Linked DNA regions of Hordeum vulgare: region 1 is linked to region 2. The links are chromatin contacts, called in public Hi-C maps. All regions are on one chromosome and are shown on one strand. The core of a region is the stretch at or near the end of the contact, and the rest is flanking DNA. Distances in the headings are between cores, read along the strand shown.

Evidence for each region. Hi-C and Micro-C count contacts between places; a contact is called where the count stands out from the background.
Region 1: a contact with region 2 is called in a Hi-C map of leaf, with 6 times the contacts expected there. The contact joins two enhancer-like sites. A contact is called at or near these places in 1 of 6 Hi-C or Micro-C datasets (leaf) and 1 of 1 datasets of contacts at active chromatin or transcription factors (embryo).

What each region holds. Positions count from the first base shown.
Region 1 is chr7H:267,622,243-267,627,517 of MorexV3_pseudomolecules_assembly, reverse strand. LOC123412898 reads left to right here. Exons shown (of 4, transcript XM_045105858.1): 4 at 291-474. The coding sequence ends at 377. Among protein-coding and RNA genes, the nearest start is that of LOC123412898, 5.3 kb to the left of the region's middle. Within about 2 kb of position 1,872, at least 3 of the 3 cell types and tissues checked have open chromatin away from gene starts, as enhancers often do. A contact at or near this core is called in leaf, where this site is marked.
Region 2 is chr7H:267,257,564-267,262,659 of MorexV3_pseudomolecules_assembly, reverse strand. No RefSeq gene overlaps it. Among protein-coding and RNA genes, the nearest start is that of LOC123408458, 33 kb to the right of the region's middle. Within about 2 kb of position 2,794, at least 2 of the 3 cell types and tissues checked have open chromatin away from gene starts, as enhancers often do. A contact at or near this core is called in leaf, where this site is marked.

The DNA.
Region 1 (5,275 bases), core at 623-3,122, 370 kb before region 2:
ATCCAATCCTCATCCCCAACCTTCTCTCATCGCCGGCACCATGGCCAGCCAATCCTCGCTCCTCGGAGATGTACCCCGAACTTTGTCATGCTTATCGATCTTAAGACTGGTGCCAATGAAGTTCATTGGGTCTTAGGACCGGTACCAGTCATCCCATGTGGCACTAACTCTGTAGAACTGTAATGTTTTCTCCCGTGTTTTGGTTCATTTTCCAGTGAATGCATTCCCCTGTATGGAATTAGATATGTTTTGCACCTTTTGCTGAAGTCTCCCGGTAATATATCTTGCAGGAACAACAAGAAAAGCAACTTAAGCTAATCCTTGCAATTGGGGAAGCAAGTAGGATATTAGATGACAAGCAGGACTTGTTAGGCTAGGAAACTGCCATATCTTCCAGTTCAGCTCCCGATATGCAAATATAAAAGCTGAAACACTTTGAGGCGGCAATAAAAACACTGATTTCATTTGCCGAAACAGAAGCTAGAAGCGTCATAAGCCTTTGCAGTAAGGTTTTGTATCATACTCCCTCCATTCCTAAATATAAGTCTTTTTAGAGGTTTCACTAAAAGACTACATACGGATGTATACAGACATACTTTAGATTGTAGATTCACTCATTTTGCTCCGTATGTAGTCCCCTAGTGAAATCTCTAAAAAGACTTATATTTAGGAACAGAGTGAGTACAAAATAACGAAGTGGAATAGATCATTAAAGTGGTTTCCTGATGAGTAGAATCACTGCTTTGAACATTAAGCTGCCAGCAATATTTTGATATGCTGTTTGTAAACACAAGAAGCGCAGAATAAATACACCATTACATGTGAGCAAAGCTGTTGTTTTACAAAATCCCATGTAACACCCCAAAAATTTAATCAGGATTTTATTTATTAAAATTTGGCTATGATCAATTAAAATTTTATTTTTGGGTTTTCTGTTGATTTCAGGTCCACTTCTTTTCTCTGGATTATCAAAATTTCTCCCCTAAATTGTACTTTTTGAAAAGCCTGGTTTGCTTTGAGTCCTTGCGTCAACATTCTTCCCTTCAATTGGTAAATTCAATAAAGGCCTTCTTATAAATAATCTCTCAAGTTTCATTATTAAAAAATGACTTCTTAATTCTTTTAAGAGCCTGATTTGAACTGCAACCATTTGATAACTTCTTTTAAAAATTCCACAAAAACTTGGAGATGACCTATTATGTTCGTGGATCAATTTTATGGAAAAACTTTGACAAGTGTTTTGAATTATTTGAGCACATTATCTTATTTTGTGTTCTCGTCCAGTTTGGTGTTTTGAACTACAACCCTTAGATTTACTCTCTCAAAAATTCTACAAAAATTTGGAGTTCTCAAGGAGTTAATATAAATCACTTTTATTCAAAAACCCAGTTTTGTCTTTTGAAAATTTTGAGCACCACATACTATTTTCTATTCTGGATCAGTTTTGCAGTTGGCACTGTAACACTATTATTTTCTTGCCCAAAGCTTTTGAAAATTTTACTGTTTGCAGAGGACCCTCCAAAACCCTTAAGTCCTGGATTTCAGCCCCATCTAAATTGTTTGAGTTCATGTTATAGCATCACTTTGTTTCTGCCCAGGATTGCACTTTTGCAAATTTTGCAATAGGAAGTTTTTGTTTTGCCCAATCTAACTATGCCATCTTTGTTAGCATCCAAAGACACCTCAACCTGGAAACACTGGTGGCTAGCAAGACTTGCTAGAGACCATGGTCATTTTGTCAAACACCTGGTGTCCATGCCCAGTTTTGGCATCCATTTTAGATTGTTCTCGGAAGTTGCCCCTAGGACAAAACCAGCATGTCCATTATCCCCATACCACCCCTAACAGTGGATCTGGAGGTTTGTAGCTGCACCCAAAGGCCCTGGCATGCTCTGGCATTGTGTTGAGCACCTCAGGGGCATGCCAAGAGGGTGCTCCAAAGCGCGGCTTCTGCAGCCAGCGCAACCGAGCTGCCGCATCCCACCTAACCCCGCCCCATGGCCTTTGCTCGCTTGAGAAGCCGCACCACGACCCCTCCAGCTCGCCAGAGTCACGCGACAGCCTGGAACCCTACAGTGCAGCCGTCCGTGCGCCTTTGGTGGCTTGCCGTCGGCCACAGTTGGCCCCTCCCATGGCAGCGCCGCCCGAGCATCCCCAGCCCGCTAGCTATCCCCCGGTACGAATGTTGTGTTCGTACATTTTGTCCACGGACCCCTACTGCCATCGCCACCTCGCCCCTCGCCACTGTCGCCGGAGTTATCCGTGGCCGCCGCGGGCACCGACACTCCACGACTATGTATAGAGCCCCGAAACCGAAGCGTAGCTCTCAAGCTCCCATGAAGCCATAGCCACTCTCCCCTAGCTCCAATTTAGCCGGTAGTCACCGTCTTCCCCGTCTCCGGCAAGTTTCGGCCGCCGCCCCTCCGACCAAAATTCGCGGCCAGTCGAGCCTCTCTGGTGCCGCTTTCTTCTGGATTGGAACTGCGCAGACCTGGCGATCTTTTCCCCCTCTCTTCGTAGCAAAAGAAGGACTATGGGCGAGGCCCCTTGCTGGCCCGCATCGCCGTCCCCTGGTCTCGTAGTCGCCGGAGCTCCCGAGCCTCCTGGAGGCCATGCCGCCCCTCCCCCGAGCCACCATGAGACCCTGAACGCGTTGATGCCCTAGGATGCCCGAATGGTGGCCCCATTCGCCGGCACGCATCGCCGGAGCCAGCCTCCGTACGGGCGCACGAGGAGGGAGACGACAGGTTTGACTCTAATCAAACGTGTCAGCGGGCGTCCCTCGTCAGCGAAAGAACAGCGCCACCGCCCACTTAAGTGGAAGCGCATTCGGGCAGATACGTTTACCTTCTCGCATAAGCGTATTTGTGCTGAACCGTTTTTTTATTTTTTGATTTGTTTTAAAACAGAGCTTTGACCAGATTTTGACTAACCCTAGTTTCTAAAATAAAATTCCAAAAGAACTGATTATTTTTCTCACCTCTTTCAAATTGTATCTAGTTTAGTTTAGTATTTATTTGAAAAATTTCTAAGACAACTTTTTGTACTATTTTTAAATTGTGTGCTATTAGAATAATTTCAAAATAGGATTTGGAGAGAGGAGCAAAAACTTTCAAAAGTTTTGGAGGCAAGCATTCTGAACTTGGATATACATTGGTTTTTGTGTGGTTTGCTTGCTTTGGAATACTTGATTGTTATGTTACAAGCTGATGATATTTTATGTGAAGATAAAATCATGCTTGTGAGTGCATGGTGAGGAAACTCATATGTTGCATGTTGAGACGCATGAGACAGTAGTCATACCTTCTGCCATATATGCTTACCGGATGAGATCCGAGCAAAGTCGATGTCTCGGGGAGATACAACTTTGGGACTGACATCTCGTTGGACGAGGATGGTCAGCTAGGCATGTTGGGGTATGAAAGGTGGTGACTCTGTCTCCCGTGTTAAAACATTTTTATTGAGCTAATTATGCAGGGAACAATATGTAACATCCAAGATGTGGTCCTATCCTTATTTAGGCGCGAGGGCCTCGACAGGGATAGAAACGCATCTCGTCGTTTCACAAGAATGGACATCGTTACAAGTACAAGTACTGAAAAGATGAGTATATGGAATTGGCTTACACTCGCCACAAGCTACATCAGAGTCACATCAGTACAATACATAAACATCATGTAGAAGAGCAGGGTCCGACTACGGACAATAACAAACGATAAAAGAACGACGTCCATCCTTATTATCCGAGGCTGCCGACCTGGAACCCATCCTAGATCGTCGAAGAAGGAGAAAGTAACTCCAAATGAACAAGCATCGCGCTCACATCTAATAAGCCTTTACATGTACCTGCAACTGGTGTTGTAGTAATCTGTGAGCCACGGAGGACTCAGCAATCTCATTTCCAAAGGTATCAAGACTAGCAAAGCTTAATGGGTCAGGTAAGGTTAAGTGGTGAGGCTGCAGCAAGCGACTAAGCAATATATGAGGTGGCTAACTTACGAGTACAAGAATAAGAGGGGATGATCTACGCATAAAGGACGTGAACTACTGATGATCAAATGAATGATTTTGAACACCTACTTACGTCAAACATAACCCCACCGTGTCCTTGATCGAAGAAGGAGCTCGCGAAAGAGACAGTCACGGTTACGCACTCCGTTGCCAAGTTTTAATTAAGTTAACTTTAAGTTATCTAGAACCGGATATTAAACAAAGTTTCCACGTTGCCACATAACCGCGGACACGGCATTCCGAAAGATTTAACCGTGCAGGGGTGCTCCACCAAGTCCATCACAAACTACCACACGCTGCGACGGAATGACCTCGATCAGGGATAACCCGTGATCTCCTCGGGTTCCTATTGGAAAATCTCAACCTCGAGATTACCCAAAGCATCCTCGGAATCCCTCGGACAAGACGCTCGAGAAAGGTAAAACAAGTCCAGCAAGACCGTCCGGCGTGTCGACGATCCCGATAGGAGCCGCGTATCTCGTTCTCAGGACATGACGGATAAGCGAAGCGTACGGTGGCCTGATAGACATCACCCGAGTTGCCCCGGGTTGGCCCCGTACGATGCTCTGTTTTGGACCACCAACATCAGCACTGGCCCTTCCTGTATTATGTTGAATTACTCCTAGGGTTCATGACGCCCTATGTTTTTCAGTATTAACAAAATTATTATGTTGGGAAAATATAGTACCAATGTTGGGCCTTGTAAAACGAGCTTTATCCCAAAACGAGAATCTAGGGGGTCCCCATAACAACCCCAAGCATGTTAGGAGCACTCATTTATGGAAGATAACACCGGTAGCCGAAACTAAGGCGGCAAAGGTGGAACAAAACACCAGACTAGAAAGGCCGAGCCTTCCACCTTTTACCAAGTATATATGTGTATTAAATTGTTTAGCAATTAATATGATGATATAACAAGGAACCCATGTTATCACATGGAAGCAACTGCACCTGCAACTAGCAACGCTAACACATGTTTAAGCAAGCGGTAACATAGACAATCAGTGGTTTGCTAGGTTGTGAACGGGTTGAAGGTTTCATGGCAATGTTGAGAGGTTGATATTTAACAGGTGGCAGGCAACGAGACATAGCGAAAGAATCGATACAACTAGCATGGCAATGATAGTAATGATATCTGGGGAAATGATCATCTTGCTTAAGACCCCGCTTGGAAGAAGAACGATTCCGTGAAGCAGACAAACCGATGTAGTCGTACGGATCCTCACTTGTCGGCACGCTTGCGGAACTCTATTGGGACGAAGCA
Region 2 (5,096 bases), core at 1,545-4,044:
TTGTGCCTTCGAAGATGCGTCGGTTCCTCTCCTTCTAGGCAGTCCACATAATATAGATGAGGAAGCCGTTGTGTTGCCTTCTCGAGCCGTTGACAACGCCTCTGAGGCTATCATCCCACCAAGAATCTATCGAAGGGGAAGCAAACGCCGCGGTGAAAGCCAACGACTCTTCCACCCAATTGAGAACCCGGCATCGGACCGCAGTCGTGAACAGACAAGTCTTGCATAGGTGCTCCACGATTTCAAAGACGCATAGGCAGAGCTGGCAGATGGGGTCACGCGGCCATCCGCGCATGGCCACACGGTCCGTCGTGAGAATTTTGTTATGAAGGACCAGCCAGGAGAAAAGCTTGCATTTAGGTTCTGGGTGCGCCCTCCATATTTTGTCAGTCGAGAATCTTTGGTACGAGCCAAGGAATTGTGCCCGGTAGGCCGAGCTTGCCGAGTAAACGCCATTTGGGCTCCAATTCCACGAGATGGCATCCTGGGAGTGGGGGTCGAGCGTGGTGGAGGTAATCGTAAGGGCCATGCCCGGATCCAGGTCTCATTTCGGATCTCATCATGCACATATCTGCTCTTTCTTGTAGCGATGGAGAAACAACTAGGGTACCTTTGGCTTAGTGCCCCCTTTCCCGACCAGTTATCATGCTAGAACGAGGCCTTCTGCCCGTCTCCAATGGTGATTATCATGGAAGCTCCAAGTAGGGCGTAGTGTAAGGCATCACAGGGCAAAGGTGATCCGACCCAAGGCCGATCAAGGTCAGTCCATTGGAGCCAAATCCACTGCAGTCTGAGCGCTCTTCCAAATCGCTCCAGGTCCTTGATGCCCAACCCCCAAGGTTTTTGGGGCGGCAGGCCGTCTTCCAGTTTACTAGTGACTGCCCACCACTTGTAGTGTTGCTATCATCGCTAACCCAGATGAAATTGCGGGTGATCTTATCTACCTTGGCGCTGACCTGTTTTGGTAAAGGGATTATCGTCATGTGGAAAGTGGCGACCGAGGTTAGCAATGACTTTGCCAAAGCCACCCTACCCGCTCCGGCGATCTTCTTTCCCTTCCATCCAGGGAGCCTGCCATGGACCTTGTTGATTAACGGCTGAAGGTGGACTTTACGTAGCCGGGGAAAGTGAAGAGGAAGACCCAAGTATTTTCCTGGGAAGGAGGCAATTTTAGCCGGGAACACGGTGAGGAGGTCCTGCAGGTCAATGTCCTTGCAGTGGATAGGGAAGATCTCGGTCTTTGAGACGTTGGTGATCAGCCCAGAAGCATTTCCAAAACAGACAAGGATGGAATTTATCGAACAGAGCTCGTCCTTGTTGGGTTGGCGAAGATGCCAGCGTCATCGGCGTAGCGTGACATTCGGCATCGCGCCGCGCGTGCCCGGACCGGCAGGAGCATGCCCCTGTCAGCAGCAACTCGGATCAGGTGGAACAGGGGGTCGATGGCCATGATGAACAGCAGAAGCGAAAGGGGGTCTCCCTGCCTAAGGCCACACATGTGAGAGAAAGCAGGGCCCGTGTAGCCATTGAGAAGGACGCTACAAGTCGAGGAGCTTAGAGACATGCATATCCAGTTCCTCCATCGTTGGCCAAATCCCATGTGGTCCAAAGTTTAGAGAAGGAAAGCCAAGTTGACCGAATCGAAGGCCTTTGATATGTCTAATTTGAGGAAAAGGCTTGGGGTCTTGGATTGGTGAAGCTCTTTGAGGGTGTTCTGCACAAGAAGAAAGTTGTTGTGGATGCATCTCTTCTTAATGAAGGCGTTCTGCCTTCTGGAGATGATTTCATCAAGGATGGGGGCGAGTTTGTTCGCGAGAAGCTCGGAGAAGATCTTGGTGAGGCTGTGGATCACACTAATTGGCCTGTAGTCGGAAATGCAAGAGGCGTCCGTTTTCTTTGGAATAAGGATGATGTTGGCGGTGTTTATCAATCTAGCACCGCCGCCCCGAAGGTTCGCGAGGTGGATTAAGGCAGCGACGATGTCGTCCTTGATGATGTCCCAGCAGGATTTGTAGAAAGCACCGATGAAGCCATTGGGGCGGGCGCCCTGCCAGATGGAAGGGAGAACACAACCTTCTTGATTTTGTCGGCGTCGAAGCCCAAGCCCAGGTCAGAGAGGCCGCGACGTTTGATAACCGAGGGCTTCCCAGTTGAGCTACACCGAGCGAGGGTGCGTTGTTCCCAAGCGTTCGGCAAAATGGGAGTGGATCACCCGCTCCTTGTCCTCTTGTGAGATGGCGATTCCGTTTGCGGTCTGCAGAGACTGGATGAAGTTCGTCCTCCTGTGGCTATTTGCTCTGATGTGGAAAAGCTTAGTGTTTGCATCAGCTGCTCGGATGTTTGATAGCCTGGAGCGCTAGCGCATCTTGATTTTCTGAATCGCGAGGAGGCATAGATAGCTTCTTTTAACATTACGCCACATAGATCGCTCCTCCGAAGAAAGCATCCAGGATTGTTCAGCTAAGTTGAGTTGCGAGATGATTTCCTTAGAGATTGAGATCTGCAGCTCGATGTCGCCCACCTGTTGTCGTTGCCAGGTCTTGAGCGCCCTGGCGAGCCGGCAGAGCTTGATGTGGACCCGGTGGATGGGGTTGGGCGCGTGGACTTGCTTTTGCCAAACCTCAGCAACTTTATCATTGAAGTCGTCGAACTTGAGCCAGAATTCCTCAAACTTGAAGGAAGGCTTGTAATGTGAGAGAGGACATCCCTGAAGGAGTAGGGGGACATAGTCAGAGCAGAGCATGGGGATGGCCTAGAGGTGCGCACCCGGGAACAGCACGTCCCAGTCGTCAATACAGAATAGATGGTCAATCTTGGTTAACACCGGTTGTTGTTGCTCATTTGTCCAGGTGAAGCGACACCCATTAAGCTTAAGCTCTTTTAGCTGAAGGTGGTCGAGGGCTTTGCGGAATTTCCCCATCAGGCGGCGGTTGATTTTGAGGTTGCTTTTATCTGACGCTTTAGTGATGAGGTTGAAATCGCCAAGTAGAAGCAATTGTTGACGAACAAGGGGTTGCAGGGATTTTAATTCCTCGATGAAAGTCGTCTTGTCAGCCTCACTTTGAGGACCGTATACACACGTGAGGGTCCATGAAGTACCGTCCGCACGCAAGGTGATCGTAGCCGACAACGTGTTGGCGGTGACTTGGACGTTGGTCAGGGTGAAGAAAGAGTCGGAGGCCGCCATGAGCATCCCTACGCGTGTTCCAATGGCCGGAAGGACCGCGAAGTTGCTGACGAATTAAGGCCCGAGGGTGGTTGTGACAAAAATGTCATCGATGAGGTGAAGCTTTGTCTCTTGGAGACAAACGATGCATGCGTGGGAGTCGCGGATGAGGTCGCGAACGGAATTTCGATGCACAGGGCTGTTGAGTCCTCAGACGTTCCAACAGACAATGTTAATGTTCTTGTGCATGATTTAGGAGACTCTGAGTGCTCGGCATTGTAGCGATTTAGTAGAGAAGCTCGCACTGAAGGCGCGACGACTTACAACTCTGAACGAAGGGAAACTGAGACAAACTACAGACGCGAACGGCCTCCCCACTCGAGGCCAAACTAAGGATACACTAAAGCAGCAAGAAACTCTCGGGCCCTTGCAACTCCATCCCATGGTTGCAATCTCACTCCACATCAATCACCTTGTTGCGCTCCTGTCCAGCCTTCTTTTCTATCTTCTTCTTCTGATCACCGAAATGCTTCACTTGCTTGACGAGGGCTTCCATGGCCTTGATCACCGGAGCCGTGAGAGGGATCTTGAACAGGTCAAGGTAAGCCTGGCGGGTCTTGTAGTCGAGGGGGGTCGAGGGGCCAATGATGCCACAAGTGTAATGCCCCAAGAGTGTAACTTGCCTTTATTGGAACCTTCTTTATGTGGGTCCACCTTGTCATTGCAATGAGAGCCATGCATGTGTTATTTCATGTGTCACCTTGTTTTGTTTTCCCTTTGCATGCATGCATCCCATTCATCCATGTCTTGTGTTTGTGCCTTTGTGAATTCATGTGTGTATGTGGTGTGATGAATATGTGATGATGTGATGGTGTTATGTGAAATGATGTGAGTGCATTTGAGAGTAGGAGTACTATGTGGTTTGCATGGGTTTCAAAAACAACTCCCTTTCTCTATTTATCTCAAGCCAAGATTCTTTTGCTCCTTCTCCATTTCAAAAAAAAGCCCATGTTTTGGTATGTATTGTGCTGATTGTGAGGATGTGAATTTGTTGTTTTAAAAATATGTTTTAAAGGTGCAAATATTCACAAAACAGATTCAATTAATTCTGTTTTGTAAATATTTAATTGCTCCAAATATTTCTTTTCCATTTTATTTAAATAGGTCATAATTCCTTATGACGAGGGGCATTTTTGTTTTATTTTTAGTCTCAACAGATTTGCCTTTGCTTTATTTTCTTTCTCTGGTTATTTTTTAATTAGCAAAGCCCCAGGGGATTATTTTCTTTTAACTCGCGCCAACTAGTGGGCCTCCTCCCGCTAGCAGGCCCAGCTCCCTCCTTTTCCCTGTAGACGTCGTTTCCCTGTCCTCCTCCTCCGTGAGGCTTCTTTAGACAGAGAGACGGCAGCAACGCCGTCACGGACGTCGAGGCACACGTCCCTCGCCTCCCCCTCCTCCATATAAGGCCCCTTGGCGTCCGTGCAGCCTACGGTTCCTCCTCTTGCGCCGCCACCCCCTTCCCATCTCCTTCTCCCTCTCCATCGACGGCTTCATGTAAGGGGATCGAGCACATCCGCCATGGCTACAAGCTGAGGAGGTCCTCGTCGTCGCGCCCGTACACCTGCAGCCTCTCCAGTACCTCGGCGAGCACGCGGGACCTTCCAGGAGCCCATTCCCGCGGCTAGGACGACAAGATCGGCACTGCTACCTCTACCTCCACGACGGCGGCCTTCCTCCCCGACGTTCTTCCCCGAGCAGCTTCTTCCTCTACATCCTCTCCGGCCGACGCGACCACCTCGTCCAGTAGGTGAGGTAGATCCTTTCCCCCTTCTTCCCTGTCCCAGATCGTGAGCGTAGCCGTAGCTTCGTCGTCGTGTTCTTTTTGTGTCGTCGGCGCCGCCGCGCGTCATGGATCGGTTGCTGTAGGTCC